Regions from separate parts of the Mus musculus genome. Here regions 1 and 2 are each linked to region 3. The links are chromatin contacts, called in public promoter capture Hi-C maps. All regions are on one chromosome and are shown on one strand. The core of a region is the stretch at or near the end of the contact, and the rest is flanking DNA. Distances in the headings are between cores, read along the strand shown. Region 1 holds the start of Mab21l2 (mab-21-like 2). Region 2 holds the start of Hdgf (heparin binding growth factor). Region 3 holds the start of Fcrl1 (Fc receptor-like 1).

Region 1 (4,473 bases), core at 97-2,596, 830 kb before region 3:
GAGAGGCACTTGTTTCTACAGCCGCCCATCAGCAAGCGGTTCTCCGCCTCACCGAACTGCAGCACCCAGGCGTCGCTTTCTGCGGAGCTCTGCTTGCCAGTCAGCGAGTAGCACTCCTTGGAGAGCAAGTTGAACCCTTCGGCCTTGACCTCCGCCACCCGATTGGGGCCGGGCCAGGGGATGTGGGGCATAGGCCACTGTGCCGCGCTGCGAGGCCAGATCCCGGTGCACTTGAACGCTGGGGTGATTTGCACCACGTAGCGCTCCCTGATGCGCAACTTGACCTCACTAGTGTCGGCGATCATCTTGACCACGTCCCGGTAGCTGCACTTGTCCACCGCCTGGGCTACTAGTGTCTGGAAACGCGAGCGGATCTTGCGCGCAGAAAGGTAGCCAGACGCTGTGATGAACTCGACCCAAAGAGACATGCTCCGCTTCCGCCCATCGCTTAGTTTGAGCACGGCACAGCCGGGCAGAGATCCGTCGTCCACGAAGTTGAAGACTCCCATCTGGTTGAGGTAGAGTACCACCTCGAACTCGGTGGGCGAGATTACCTCCAGCCCCTCGTAGCGGGCGTCAATCTCACTCAGAGAGCTGATGAAGCGGGGCTCTTGCACCTCCACTTCCTTTAGCACATCCGACACTACCTTGCAGACTTCTCGGATGGTCTTGGCGATCGCAGCCTTGCGCGCCTGGCAGCGCTCGGTGTAGTATTTATTGAGCTGGTAAACCAGCTTGGCCTGAGCGGCGATCATGTTGGGGCACAGGTCCGGGCTGTACACCGGCGTCTCGCAATACGTTGAGGGATCCAAGGCTCACGCACTGGTGGTGGCCCTGCGGCTGTGGAAAGGCGGTGCGTTCCCCCTGAAGCCCCAATTTCACTCTTGCTTTCCACCTGGGCTGACCGGCTGATGATATAGCCGGCTGGCCTTTTCTTTTCCCTCTTTGGAATTTTCTTTTCTTTCTTCCGCAGAAAATTAGAAATAATATTATTTAGGGGGGAAAGTACCTGCAAAAATAAAGACGAGCCTCTCCTTGTGCGGGAGAGATGGATGAAATCGTGAGAGAGAAAAAACTAGGTTACCAAGAGGCTAGGCTTAGATGTCCGCAGCAGCCACGATTGCCCAGATATCTGGAAATGAAGTCTTATAAGTGCCAAAGTAAATTTAAAAATAAGACAAAAACATTCAGTGGTTCATTCTGAAACTTCTCCCTCGATGGTTGGACGCCTTCGCTCAGCGTAGGTGATGCCTTCCTTACCCTCCCCCAAAAGGAAAGTGAAGGATGTAATTAATGCCCGGAGAGCAGCGAAGTACAGCTCAGGCCGCAGCGCACTCTGAGGTTTGCAGACGCCCCGCGCGGTCTCAGCGTGCTAGTCTCCTCTCTTCTCAGGGGGTTGTGTCGTAGCAGTTTTCCTGGCTTCCTACTGGAGGCGTTGTTTGGATTGGGTTGGTTTGTTTGTGGTGGGTTCTTCCTGCCTTTCTCTAGGTGCAAACTGCTGCAAGTTGTTTGATATTCTTTTCTGCCTCGTTATTTATACTTTTGGCCCTAGCAAAATCTATTTTAGTGTGACTAAATCGTTGCTTACGTTGTATCTGGTGTGCAGGTCTAAGGAGTCCGGGTTTTTCCTCTCCTCTGGGTTGCGTTTGCAGTCTCTACCTCATCCCCCTGTCCTCTGATACCTGCCCCCCACACTTCTCTCTCTCTCTCTCTCTCTCTCTCTCTCTCTCTCTCTCTCTCTCTCTCTCTCTCTCTCTCTCTCTCTCCTTAGTTTATGAATGGTTCTGGGCCACCGTGAAGGGGTGGAGCTTCAGTTCCTACAATCCCTATGCAAGCTGTCAGTGCTTTAGCCAATCCGAGAGAAAGAGAGAGAGAGGACAAGCTTGGGACCTCAGCAGCCACCACACTGCACTTGATAAAGGGGGCGTGGGGGGTGAGAAAATGGGACTAGACAGAAGCCAAATGCTCTCACTCGTTTCATAGTCCCATTTTCTTTTTTATCCTCTTTTCTTACCGTTGCAGTGAGGAGGAGAGTCTTCATAGAAGGGATTCTTCTCTGGGTATGGCTGGATCAATTCCTGCAAAGTAGTAGTGCTTTCAGTGAGCTTCACTTTTGGTTTTAAGTCTCTGAACATTCTGCAGAAGGTGCAGACTCTAACAAACTGTCTTTGGCTTGAAGGCAAATGAGAGCAGGAAGGGGAGCTTAAGAAAGGACTTAAATTTTGTAGTCCCCCCCCCCTTCTCTTTCCCTCCCATCCCATTGTTGCCAAGAGCTGGAGAATTGCTGTGTATGTGTAAAGGAGGGGATAGGATGACAGTCTATAACCATAAATCTCTTGTTAGTAATTTCCATATGCTGTTAAAAATACAGAACAGGACAAAAACTACTCCAGATATGTTTTTGATCCTTATTTCATAATTTAGATTTAGCTATCTTTGTGTCATTATTTTACTCTTATAGGAATTTACCAATAACTAGAGAGAAAATATGTGAGTTTTGAGAAACTGTAAGTTTATATATTAGCATACATTACTTGGTTATACTTGCTGATTGAAATAAGCTACCAAAATAGTTTAGACTTAAATTAAAATGAAGGAAAAAAATGAGCCTGAATTCAGGTTTTCTTAATTTTTTAAATACTGTGACGTTAATTGTGAACATATTCTTGGGCAGTACTGGTTTAGAATAATTTTATTTTCATAATTGATTCTTGCTTTTAAAGGAGTTGACTGGGATAAAAATCTATAACTTTACTGTTATTGATTACCCAGATGGCCTTCCTCCTCCCCTGCATCCCACTAAAACTCAGTCGCTCTTGTTCCTTAGAATATGTGTTATCCTTAACAAGCTGTGTGATTGCTGCCTCGTAGGACTTTTGGAAAAACAAGGGCTGCAGCAAGGTGATTCACTTGCTACTGGGAGTTTATCTCAGAATTTAAGATGCCAGGGCTCTCAGTTGTTTTAATACACTCAGGTAGTTAAGGGCTATTTTTAGGTTGATTTGGCAGATAATATTTAAGCCGTGGGTTATGCATAGGGAAAATAAAATCTTTAGCCCGTTTTTTTTTTTTTTTAAAAAGCTGTGTATAACTTTTGTAAAACCCCGTAGGAGAGCTTGACTTGCATTTTTTGAAACCTACCAGAACCTGAATTCAGTTGCTACCGAGAGAGCTAATGTTTCTTTCTACTGGGCATGAGATGCTTGGATCCCTACCCCTTCATTCGTTCTTAGTCTTTGGTGGTCCGGAGGGCTGGAGACTTGACCCGCCTCCACCTTGATGCTAAAGCTCCTTTCTAAAGAGTATTTGGGTTTTTCTTTTTTAAACCAAGCGGGATTTATCGCTTGGGGGCCGTTTTAAGTAGCGAGGAGTTGGGAAGAACCTTGCAAAGTAAGCATCAGAGAGCCTCTGGGACAGTAGTTTCATGGGCGTTCCTAAGAGTGAATGCACTACTAGGCGGCTAGCTGCGGCCAGCGGTTTCCCGCTGGTCAGGGAGGCTTTGGTGCTGCAGGACCCAGACCATGCCATGTAGCCGGGTAACTAGTGCGTTCTATAGTCCCTGCCTTGGAGGTGTTACAGGCCAGAGGGGTGTACTCCCGTGGAGTATGGGACCACAGGGAAAAGAAGCTTGGAACAAATCCCACAGGCAGTGCTGGGCGGGCGGGGACTGGTGGCAAGGCCCAGGTGCAGAGTTCCTCCACATCCTCCAGGGGCCAGATCTGCAGCATGCATGTGGCCAGAGACGCCTGTGCGAACCCTTGTAATTCTGGCTGTCTCAGCTCGGCCTGCCACGTCTTCAAGCTACAGGACACGCGCACCCACTGCATTCACCTCTGCCAGCTTGAGCAAGTTTCCTCACACCCTTGTCCACCGTTTCTCCACTTCTCTTCCTAGAGGCAAGGATGATAAAACGTTACAAATGTTTTGATTTAAAAACAATTCATTACCAATTTACCCTGTCTAAGGTAGATGCTCTAGTAAATAATAAATCAGTTAAACAAAGGCGACTTTAATTTATCGCTGTGGTGCTAATTAGAAACATCATTCGAGCAATAAACTTAAACACTTCCAGCAAACACTGCACCCCTCCCCCTTACCTCTCTCCACTGCCTTGGCTGAGAGCAGGCAGCTTCTGCTGTTTGCGGCTCCTATCCCTGGTTGAATAATTGAAGGGGGAAACGGTATCTGAGGAGGCTATAATTGAAGAGCCCCTGTCACCTCTGCTTTTATGTATGTTGGTGTAGAAGTCCATCAGCAGCTCCTTGATGGTGTATTAAAACGAAGTGGCAGCTCCTTCTGCAGGAGATGCGGTGTTCTATTAAGGAGACCAAGAGAGAAAGAAACTCTAGAGGCTAAAAGCCACTTCAAGTCTTCAGACCGATTGATCTGTATTCTCTTGTTATAATCCGTCTCATCATACTTGAGTTAATGAGGCAAAGGAGGGGGAGTGAAATCTGATGGTCCCTGACAAAT
Region 2 (4,108 bases), core at 211-2,710, 530 kb after region 3:
TTCCAGGAGACTCAAGTTCAGTTCCCTGAACCCATGTGAATGGGCTCACAATGACCTGCGACTCCAGCCTCAGGGGATCTGACACTCTCTTCTGCACACCACACATGTAGCATGCATTCACAAACACAAATAAAAACTTCAAATCTGAGCTGGTGAGATGGCTCAGTGGTTAAGAGTGCCTACTGCTCTTCCAATGGTCCTGAGTTCAAATCCCAGCTGTTTGTGGACCATTTGAACTCATACATGGTGGCTCACAACCATCCCTAATGAAATCTGAGGCCCTCTTCTGGAGTGTCTGAAGACAGCTACAGTGTCTTACAAATAATAAATGAATAAATAAATATTAAAAAAAACCTTCAAATCTGCTGGGCAGTGGTGGTGCACCCGTTTAAGAGGGAGAGGCAAGTGGATCTCTGAGTTTGAGGCCAGCCTGGTCTACATGAGTTTCAGGACAGCCAGGGCTACACAGAGAAACCCTGCCTTGAAAAACCAAAAACAAACAAACAAAAACCAGAAACCTTCAAATCTCTTTAAAAAGAGAGTATGCAGGCCAGCCAGCCAGGGCTACATACTAAGACTGTCTCCCCCGGCAGTGGTGGCACACTTCTGTAATCCCAGCACTTGGGAGGCAGAGGCAGGCGGATTTCTGAGTTTGAGGTCAGTCAGAGTGAGTTCCAGGACAGCCAGGACTGCACAGAGAAACCCTGTCTTGAAAAATAAAAAAAAATAAAAAAAAAAGACTGTCTCAATAAAAATAAGATATAAAACAATTAGATATAAACAACAAAAAACCCATTGCACAGAGATGTAATTACAACAAAATCTTGTTTGGTTTGAGATCTGAGATCAAGTTTTGCGCACATCATTCCTTAGAATATAACCCAGGCCAAATACAGTCTTCAAATTAATACTATATATCTCCAAACTAGATTTAGTGGTATCCAACTGTCTTTATCGTTTAGGACCTCCTTATTCTAGTGAGGGTAATTGGTGATAGTCCAGATACAGCTGTTAATTTAGAGTAGACTGAAATGGTAGGACTCGAACTCTTATACCGCCACCAACAGAAGCACGTGGAGTGTGTGGGGTACACCTCTTGCCTTGGCGGTCTAACTAGTTAGAAGTCAGAGGCGCAGAGCAAATACGTGGGTTGGGACATGGCACGTGGTAGGGGGGACAGAGCGCAAGGCAGGCCACAGTAGGCCCCGCCTGGCCAGGGCATTCAGAGGAGCCCGGGGAGGGGCACGTGCAGCCTGTCCAGCGGGCGCCAGCTCCTTTTGGGCTGGCACCCACCACCCGCCCGCACACAAAGCCCGCTCGGCGCGCTCGGCACTCGGCTCTTCAAGCCTGTGCCTCTGAGCCCCGCCTGGCGGCCTCCAGGTTGGGTGTGAGGCCGGGGCAGGCTGTAGGCGTCGATTGGCTGCGCGCATCGAACCGCCGCGGGCGGGAGCGCGAGGGGAGGAGTGGGCCGCGGGGGGTGGAGGAAGCGGCCTCGCTCGCGCCGAGGAGGGAGCAATTGAATTTCAAACACAAACAACCACACGAGCTAGCGCTCCCGGAGCCGTGTGTTGCCCACCGCGCCCGGCCCTGTCCGAGCGGCGCGCGGGCGCAGACGCCGTGGCTGCCCCGGAGCTCGCGTCGGGGGCCGGCATCGAGGCGGGGGCCGCGCGAGGGCCGGAGCGCAGCGGCGCCGCAACCGCCGCACGCGCAAACTTGGGCTCGCGCTTCCCGGCTCGGCGCGGAGCCCGGGGCGCCCGCGGCCCCGCCATGTCGCGATCCAACCGGCAGAAAGAGTACAAGTGCGGAGACCTGGTGTTTGCGAAGATGAAAGGATACCCACACTGGCCGGCCCGGGTGAGTGGCGCGGCCGTCGCGGGCCCTGCTGCGGGTTGCATAACGCTCGGGAGGGCACGGCCGCCGAGCGCGGAGCGGGCGTAGGGGCAGGGGTGCCAGGCCTGTTCTGGCTGGCGGGAGCCCACCACCGCTTACATAACGGAGGCGATCGCGGCCGGCACCTGGCGGGCAGCGCCGCGTGCTCAGTTCGCCCTCACCCCTCCGTCACAGCGGCCGAGGCTTCGGGCTCACGGTGGCGGGGGGGGGGGGGGGAGCGGCCCGATGGTGTGTCGCTTCTTTCGCCGCGAATCCCAACCCCTTCTCGGAGCCCCGCTTGAGCCCTGAGTCTCCATTGATAGTTGCCTCCAGTTCAGGTTTCTCTGGCTGGACGAACGGGTGCGAGGGGTCTCAGTTCACAGAGGGTTAGGTGGATGTAGAGTTGGCGACTCACAAACTTTCTTGGAGCATTTTGGTAGGAACTCTGAAGTTGGGAGGGTCGTGAAATGTTTGGGGACGACTTACTTAAAAATGGTCTTGCCTGGCCTGGTGACTCTGCCATAACCGATTTAGCCCCCAGCTCTACAAGAACATCCCTCCATATGCCTCCAGCTCAGACTTGGAACTGGAGGCAGCAGGGCCCCCGTGTGCTTTGGGAAATCCAGTACAGACGACCTTAGCGCGGTGTGGGGGATTGTGGGACGCTGGAGTTTCCTCGGCTTCCCATTAGTGAGCGTCTCCAGTCAGGGAGGCCGGTGTCAGCCATGTGGTTGTTTGAACCCGCCAAGAGTAGGGCCTTCCCCATTCCAGCACCTGGCCAGGTGGGAGGGTGGGGCAGAAAGCCTGCTGTGTTTATCACCTTCCCTCCCAGGAAAAGGTGTGTGTGTGTGTGTGTGTGTGTGTGTGTGTTGGGGGGAGGGTTGCTTCTGGGAATTTTTCAAAACGATTGTAGAGGGGGCCCTTGATACCGAGTGAGGGCATGACTCAGCCCCTTAGGGTGTGGAACTTGTGTAAAAGAAATCCTCGGGCAGAAAGGCCTGGAGGGAGGGGTCTCAGGCAGGATTGCCTTGTGAATTTTACAGTATGGCTGACTGTTCATCTGGCTCAGTACGACTCTGAGGCTCCATGCTGTCTTCGTTCCTATTCAGGGTGTCAGGACACCTTGATCTTTGAGAAAACTCAAGTGGCCCTCCATATTCTCTCTCTCTCCCTCCATCCCAAGGAGTGTGTTCAATCCTACTTGCCTGAGCCTTGCTCACTGAAACTTTAAAATGGGTCAAGTAAGGCCTGGGTCTGGCCTGGGAGTGCAGTGCAGAGAGAGAGAGGCCAGACTCTTTCCAGAAGCTTAGAGGGCCTCGAGGGCCTGACTGAAGCTAGGCTTTGTATATGTGTGTCATGTAAACACTCATGTAATTTATTACCTTGCATCCTCTGATCCATTGGCTTCTTGGTCCAGATGCCAAGGCACTGGTAGGGAGGGCAAGAGCTGGACCCAGGTTTCTACTGCTTTTCCCTGCTGGGGGTGAGACAAAGTTCAGAGGTAAGCTATGTCTGAGGAAAGAGAAGTAGTTATGGAATGTTGATTTACAGAACCTTCTGGTATGCCTTATTTCATGAGATTTTGGGGCCCCATGAACAAGTCCCTCTGATTTTGGTGTTCCTTGGGTAGAGGATAGCCCTTGGAGTAGATATACCATCTATTATTTCTTTTCATTATGAGTGTCTAGGAGAGATGGGCAGGAGAGAGAGACAATTTCTTTCTATTGAAGCCAGGACTTTTGAGCTGAAGTTGTAAATGGGTCTCAAAGAGACACCCCAACACTTGGCTTCATTGTGACACTTAACAGGGGTACACCAGGCTATCACCTCTAAGGCATTCCCCTTGACTCCCAAAAGGACAAAACCGAGTTGTGGTCTTCCCCACCCCCAATTCCTTAGAACCTGTTTTAGCTTTTCCTGAGTCCGGAGGAGGAGGAAGCCTGGAGTCTGCTCCAGGGTGTAACCAGAATCCCCAGCCACTGTGCAGGCCACCACTTGTACCTAGCGACTGCTAGGGGACATGGGCTTCAGGAAAAAGACTGAAAGGGTCCAGGGTTGGAGATTGAAGTCATAGGGGCTACCTGATAGCAGGACCTGACTAGAAGAATGTATTATGAATCCATCTTCTCTCTTCTTCTTCTTCCCTAACTTCCTGAAGGATCTCCAGGCAGTTAACAGTGAACAGCCCTAGCCCTGAGATTCCCCTCCCCCAGTCCTGGAGAGGACTCTTCTAGTTCCT
Region 3 (4,250 bases), core at 1,162-3,661:
CTCAAATACATGTATGCATGAGTGCTTACAGCTATTTTATCAGGCATGAATGGATCTCAGAAATAATAGGCTAAGGGAATGAATTTAGAAACAGAATAAATATTATATATTTTAGTTTTTATAAAACCACAGAGACTAATCTAATCTATAGTAACAGGATGCATATTAACAAACACACGCACATGTGCACACACACACACACACACACACACACACACACACACACACACACACACACACACACACCACGGCTGCCTGGGAGAAATGAAACCCTGGACTCTAAGACTCTGAAACTCCTATGGGATTTTGAAAGTGGAGGACTGAATGACGGAAGCCCAGAGCCAGTCAGACAAGGAGCTTGCCTGGAAAGTGATTCCACACAGTTCTAACCTGTGTCAGTCCACCTTACAGGATGTTACAGGGCGGACTGAAGCCCAGACAGGGATGGGTCAGTGGTGGGCAGGACCACACCTTGACCAGGATTTCATAGATGTGCTCCTCACCTGCCCTCTACTTAAACTTTGACCTCATTTTGAATCCCTAAAAACGGACTGGGGAGGTCAGTGTTTCTCTTATCCCTCCTAATATGGGCACATTGAATTAAAGTTCTTTTTCTGCTTTTTGCTTTATATGGTTGTTTTAAGTGACTTACTGAGGGTGAGTGGCTGCAGCTGACTAGCATTTTCTAACCAGGAATGTAGCAAAGCCAGCCCATCCCCCGATCTCTGAGAGACAATGGAATAGGGACTCTCTGGCTGAACCTGGCTTCATAGGCTTGTTGAGGAAGGAAAGAGATCCTATCTCAAAGGAATAAAGAGATTGTTTTCTGGAGTGAATATGAGCAATCATGGCTCAGAAACACAGATTCAGATTCTTTCTCCAAATACCATGCTCCAACAAGGTATCAATTTCATTAACTTTTTATAGGAACAGCAAAAAAACCGTAAAGTAACACACTTTCAAATGCATCAGGTAGGCGGGTTATAGCAGAGATGGGAAGCCTGATAGAATTGTTAGCTATTTTGTTGGTGAAACATTCTATTTGTACATTCCCAAAGGATTTACATGATGGTGACAAAAGGGGTTGGTTCATGTACAAAAGCAATCAGTAGGTTGTTATTAAGAGGGATAAAGATGCCCAAGATAATTTGCCCCTGGATTTGGAACATTCCAACCTCTCCACATCACTGAAGGTCTAGTCAGTCAATCAGCATTTGAGGCACGGTTTCTTTCCAGCAATTCTCATTCACAAGGTGAAGATTGTGATCCCAGGGTGTATGCCGACCCTAGAGTGCAGACAGCAACACCAGTGTGCAGTCTGCAATCCCTGGGTACAAACTCTGACCTCAAGGTGCAGATGGAAACCCCAGAGTGCAGACTGTGACCCCAGGGTGCAGACAGCAACCTCAGAGTGCAGACCGTGATCCCAAGGTGTATGTTGTGGCCCCATGTTTAATAACACACACACACTCACTCACTCAATGTTGAGATGATGCAAATAATGTAGAACAATTACTATGATTGCATTTGTATCAGTTTACCTTTGTCAAAAATCATCTTAATATTAGATGATAAAAGATTCAAGAAATGGGAAAAATAAAATAGTTTATTCCCCTGTAATCCATAATGAGACTCACATACAAGCTTCAGGTGACAGAGAAAGGGTGATATAGATGCTAAAGGAAGCAACAGCAGGAATTGCCTACCCTTGACTGGGGTAAGGGAAGAAGGGTGTCACACAAATACAAGAGTTAGTGATGACGGTGAGCCTTTTCCAGTACACAGAGGCTAATTGGTGCATATCCAAGTCTTCCATTTTATTCCAAACTCTTCCACTCTATGACTTCCTATGACTTTTTAAAAAGTGGCTCATGTCATTTATTGGAACATTGAAATTTTAAACATGGGGAAATATCTATATGAATGGCTGGACCCTATATAAATCAGAATATACAATAGCAGCAGACACGGAACATAACCTGCGAATACTCCCTTCCATTCCTGAGTCAGACACAGAGAGACCACAATAGGAGCTTGTGAGAAAGACAGTGCATTTGATCAGATAGTTAAATAGATATCCTTACCAAAGATGGCAGTGTGTGGTGTGAAATCTGGCAGGACTCAAGCTCAGTGAGACTCTTTAAAGCCTGGATCATCTACTGGAAACCCCTGAGATACATGAATATTCATATTTTAATAATAAAGTATTAATCAAAGTTATAAAATGAAAGCCCGCATCTCCTGATACCCAAAAGCTCCAAGTCATGAAATTGAGTCATGCCATAGGAAGGAGTGTCTTCCATTCTGGGGCCTTCCTGGAGGAAGAACTGAACACTGGACAAGGTTGCTTTGTTGTATTTCTGTAAACTCGTGCTGAAGGTTAACTTCCGACCACGACTTCCTCAAACCTCAGAGAAGCTGAGGGCAGTTATCTGTGACACCTCTGTGAGTAGTCTGGTTTTGCTTTTTTTTCTTTTGGTGAGAGGCACCTTCAAGTTACCATCCCCAGCCTGGTCCTCATGCTACCTTGGCTCCTGCTACTGATCTGTGGTAAGTTAGACAACTTGGAGTGGGGTCTGGGAACGGGGATCTTAAAAAGGATAGAGAATTCGACGACTAAGTTTCTGCCTGGTGATGCTCGTGGATTCATGTAGTCTGTCTCTCTGTCTCTGTCTCGTCTCTCTTTGTGTGTGTGTCTCTGTCTTTCTGTGTGTCTCTGTCTCTCTGTCTCTGTCTCTGTCTCTCTCTCTCTCTCACACACACACACACACTCACAAAATATAGGCAACAACTTGGTCCCTCAGTTCCTTTTTCTTCTATCAACACCACTTCCTTTTATTCACATGAGAACCTTAGTGTATCACCAGCCCTCCTCATTCCCCTGTGGCCACACTCTGGTTTCTCTGGTGTCACACACCAGAATGGCAAGATTATTCCTCCATTATTAATCATTACACTTGGAAGGCTTACTCATCACTGACACGGCACAGACTCTGCAGCTCATCACCACAACATGCCGGCGGATGCTCTTTCAACTCTCTCTCCCTCCTGCACTGCCAGATGATACACTTTAACTGTGTCCAAACAATGGGACTTTAAACAAAGGCTCACCTGGCACCTTATCATCACGTGACGTGGAAACCGAATCGCAGATGTTCTTCGCATCTGTTTTCCCACTCATGCGTGGGAGCCATTGTTTCAGGTCTTCTCGTTTCTCCTCAAACTTAATCCTTTTGGGCCCCATTTTATAACTTTGATTAATAATTTATTTTAGAAGTAATAATGGCAAAAAGAAAATTCTCCATTTTTCTACTCCCATGACTACCAACTACCTGTCTGCCTTCTTCTTGCTCTGTAAATACACCTTGTCATTCATTAACCTTCTCCTCCACTCAAATGTGTCTCCATTCCAACCTGTTCCCATACATGCACAGGCATGCTGGGAGAGCTTCCCTCCTCGTTCCCGCACTGTTTCTCTTTCTCCCTTCACTCTGTGCTGGCTTGGTTCACTCTGTGCTCTGTTCACTCTGCACTGGGACAGGGTTCACTCTGCGCTAGCTTGGCAACTTCACTTTGTCTCACTTCCCTGATTCTTTCTTTAAAACAAAACAAAACAAAACAAAACAAAACAAAACAAAACAAAACAAAACAAAACAAAACAAAACAAAACAAAACAAAACACCTTCATTTTTAGTTACCTGCCTTTCTTAAGCTCTTGAAACCTTTCCCCCAGATGTCAATCAAAGCTGGGAACATTTCTATCATATCAAAGATTGCTTCAAGCTCCCAATCTTGTCCCCTGAGCTCCTCTCGCATTCTTGACCCAGGCAAGTGTTCAATCGTTTCCTTTTTTGGTGAACTCACTTTAATCAACCTTTTATCCCCACCTCTCCCCAACCTCACCCACCACTTCACCTTCGCCTCACACAGAGGTCATTTCCGGTTCCTACTCCTTATCCTCTGGGGGCAGAGCGGTGGATGATCACTCCTGCAGGGTGCTTTTAACTTGGTTTCCAGAATGCTGTTTGTCTGTTTTCTTTCTGCTTCATATCTGCTGCCCTGCTGCTTCTTTGCTGGGTTGAATCTGTACTCAGCATGTTGGCAGCTTGGAACGGATGCCTAGACTTCACCTGTAGTTTCTTCTCCAAACGTACACACCTTTCTCATTTAACGTGACACTTTAAGTCTAAACGTAAGCTTATTTCACCAGCTTTGATTACTTAATAGCCAGTGGCTACCAGGTGGCTACT

The links. Promoter capture Hi-C pulls out the DNA fragments that hold promoters and counts their contacts.
Region 1: a promoter capture Hi-C map of embryonic stem cells shows a contact between it and region 3, with 2.2 times the contacts expected there. The contact joins the promoter of Mab21l2 here to the promoter of Fcrl1 in region 3. A contact is called at or near these places in 5 of 39 promoter capture datasets (the 3T3-L1 cell line, embryonic stem cells, hippocampal neurons and 1 more).
Region 2: a contact with region 3 is called in a promoter capture Hi-C map of second pharyngeal arch cranial neural crest. The contact joins the promoter of Hdgf here to the promoter of Fcrl1 in region 3. A contact is called at or near these places in 3 of 39 promoter capture datasets (cranial neural crest, pre-B cells and second pharyngeal arch cranial neural crest).

Annotation. Positions count from the first base shown.
Region 1 is chr3:86,546,937-86,551,409 of GRCm38.p6, forward strand. It overlaps Mab21l2 (mab-21-like 2), which reads right to left and starts at 1,347. Exons shown (of 1, transcript NM_011839.4): 1 at 1-1,347. The coding sequence starts at 755. The region is part of intron 40 of Lrba (LPS-responsive beige-like anchor); the gene reads left to right. It overlaps Gm31677 (a long non-coding RNA gene), which reads right to left. Exons shown (of 5, transcript XR_375777.3): 1 at 4,098-4,473; 2 at 3,832-3,890; 3 at 2,015-2,078.
Region 2 is chr3:87,904,861-87,908,968 of GRCm38.p6, forward strand. It overlaps Hdgf (heparin binding growth factor), which reads left to right and starts at 1,461. Exons shown (of 6, transcript NM_008231.4): 1 at 1,461-1,854. The coding sequence starts at 1,768.
Region 3 is chr3:87,373,976-87,378,225 of GRCm38.p6, forward strand. It overlaps Fcrl1 (Fc receptor-like 1), which reads left to right and starts at 2,412. Exons shown (of 10, transcript NM_178165.4): 1 at 2,412-2,550. The coding sequence starts at 2,520. It overlaps Gm31940 (a long non-coding RNA gene), which reads right to left and starts at 3,628. Exons shown (of 3, transcript XR_867410.3): 1 at 3,112-3,628; 2 at 2,085-2,169.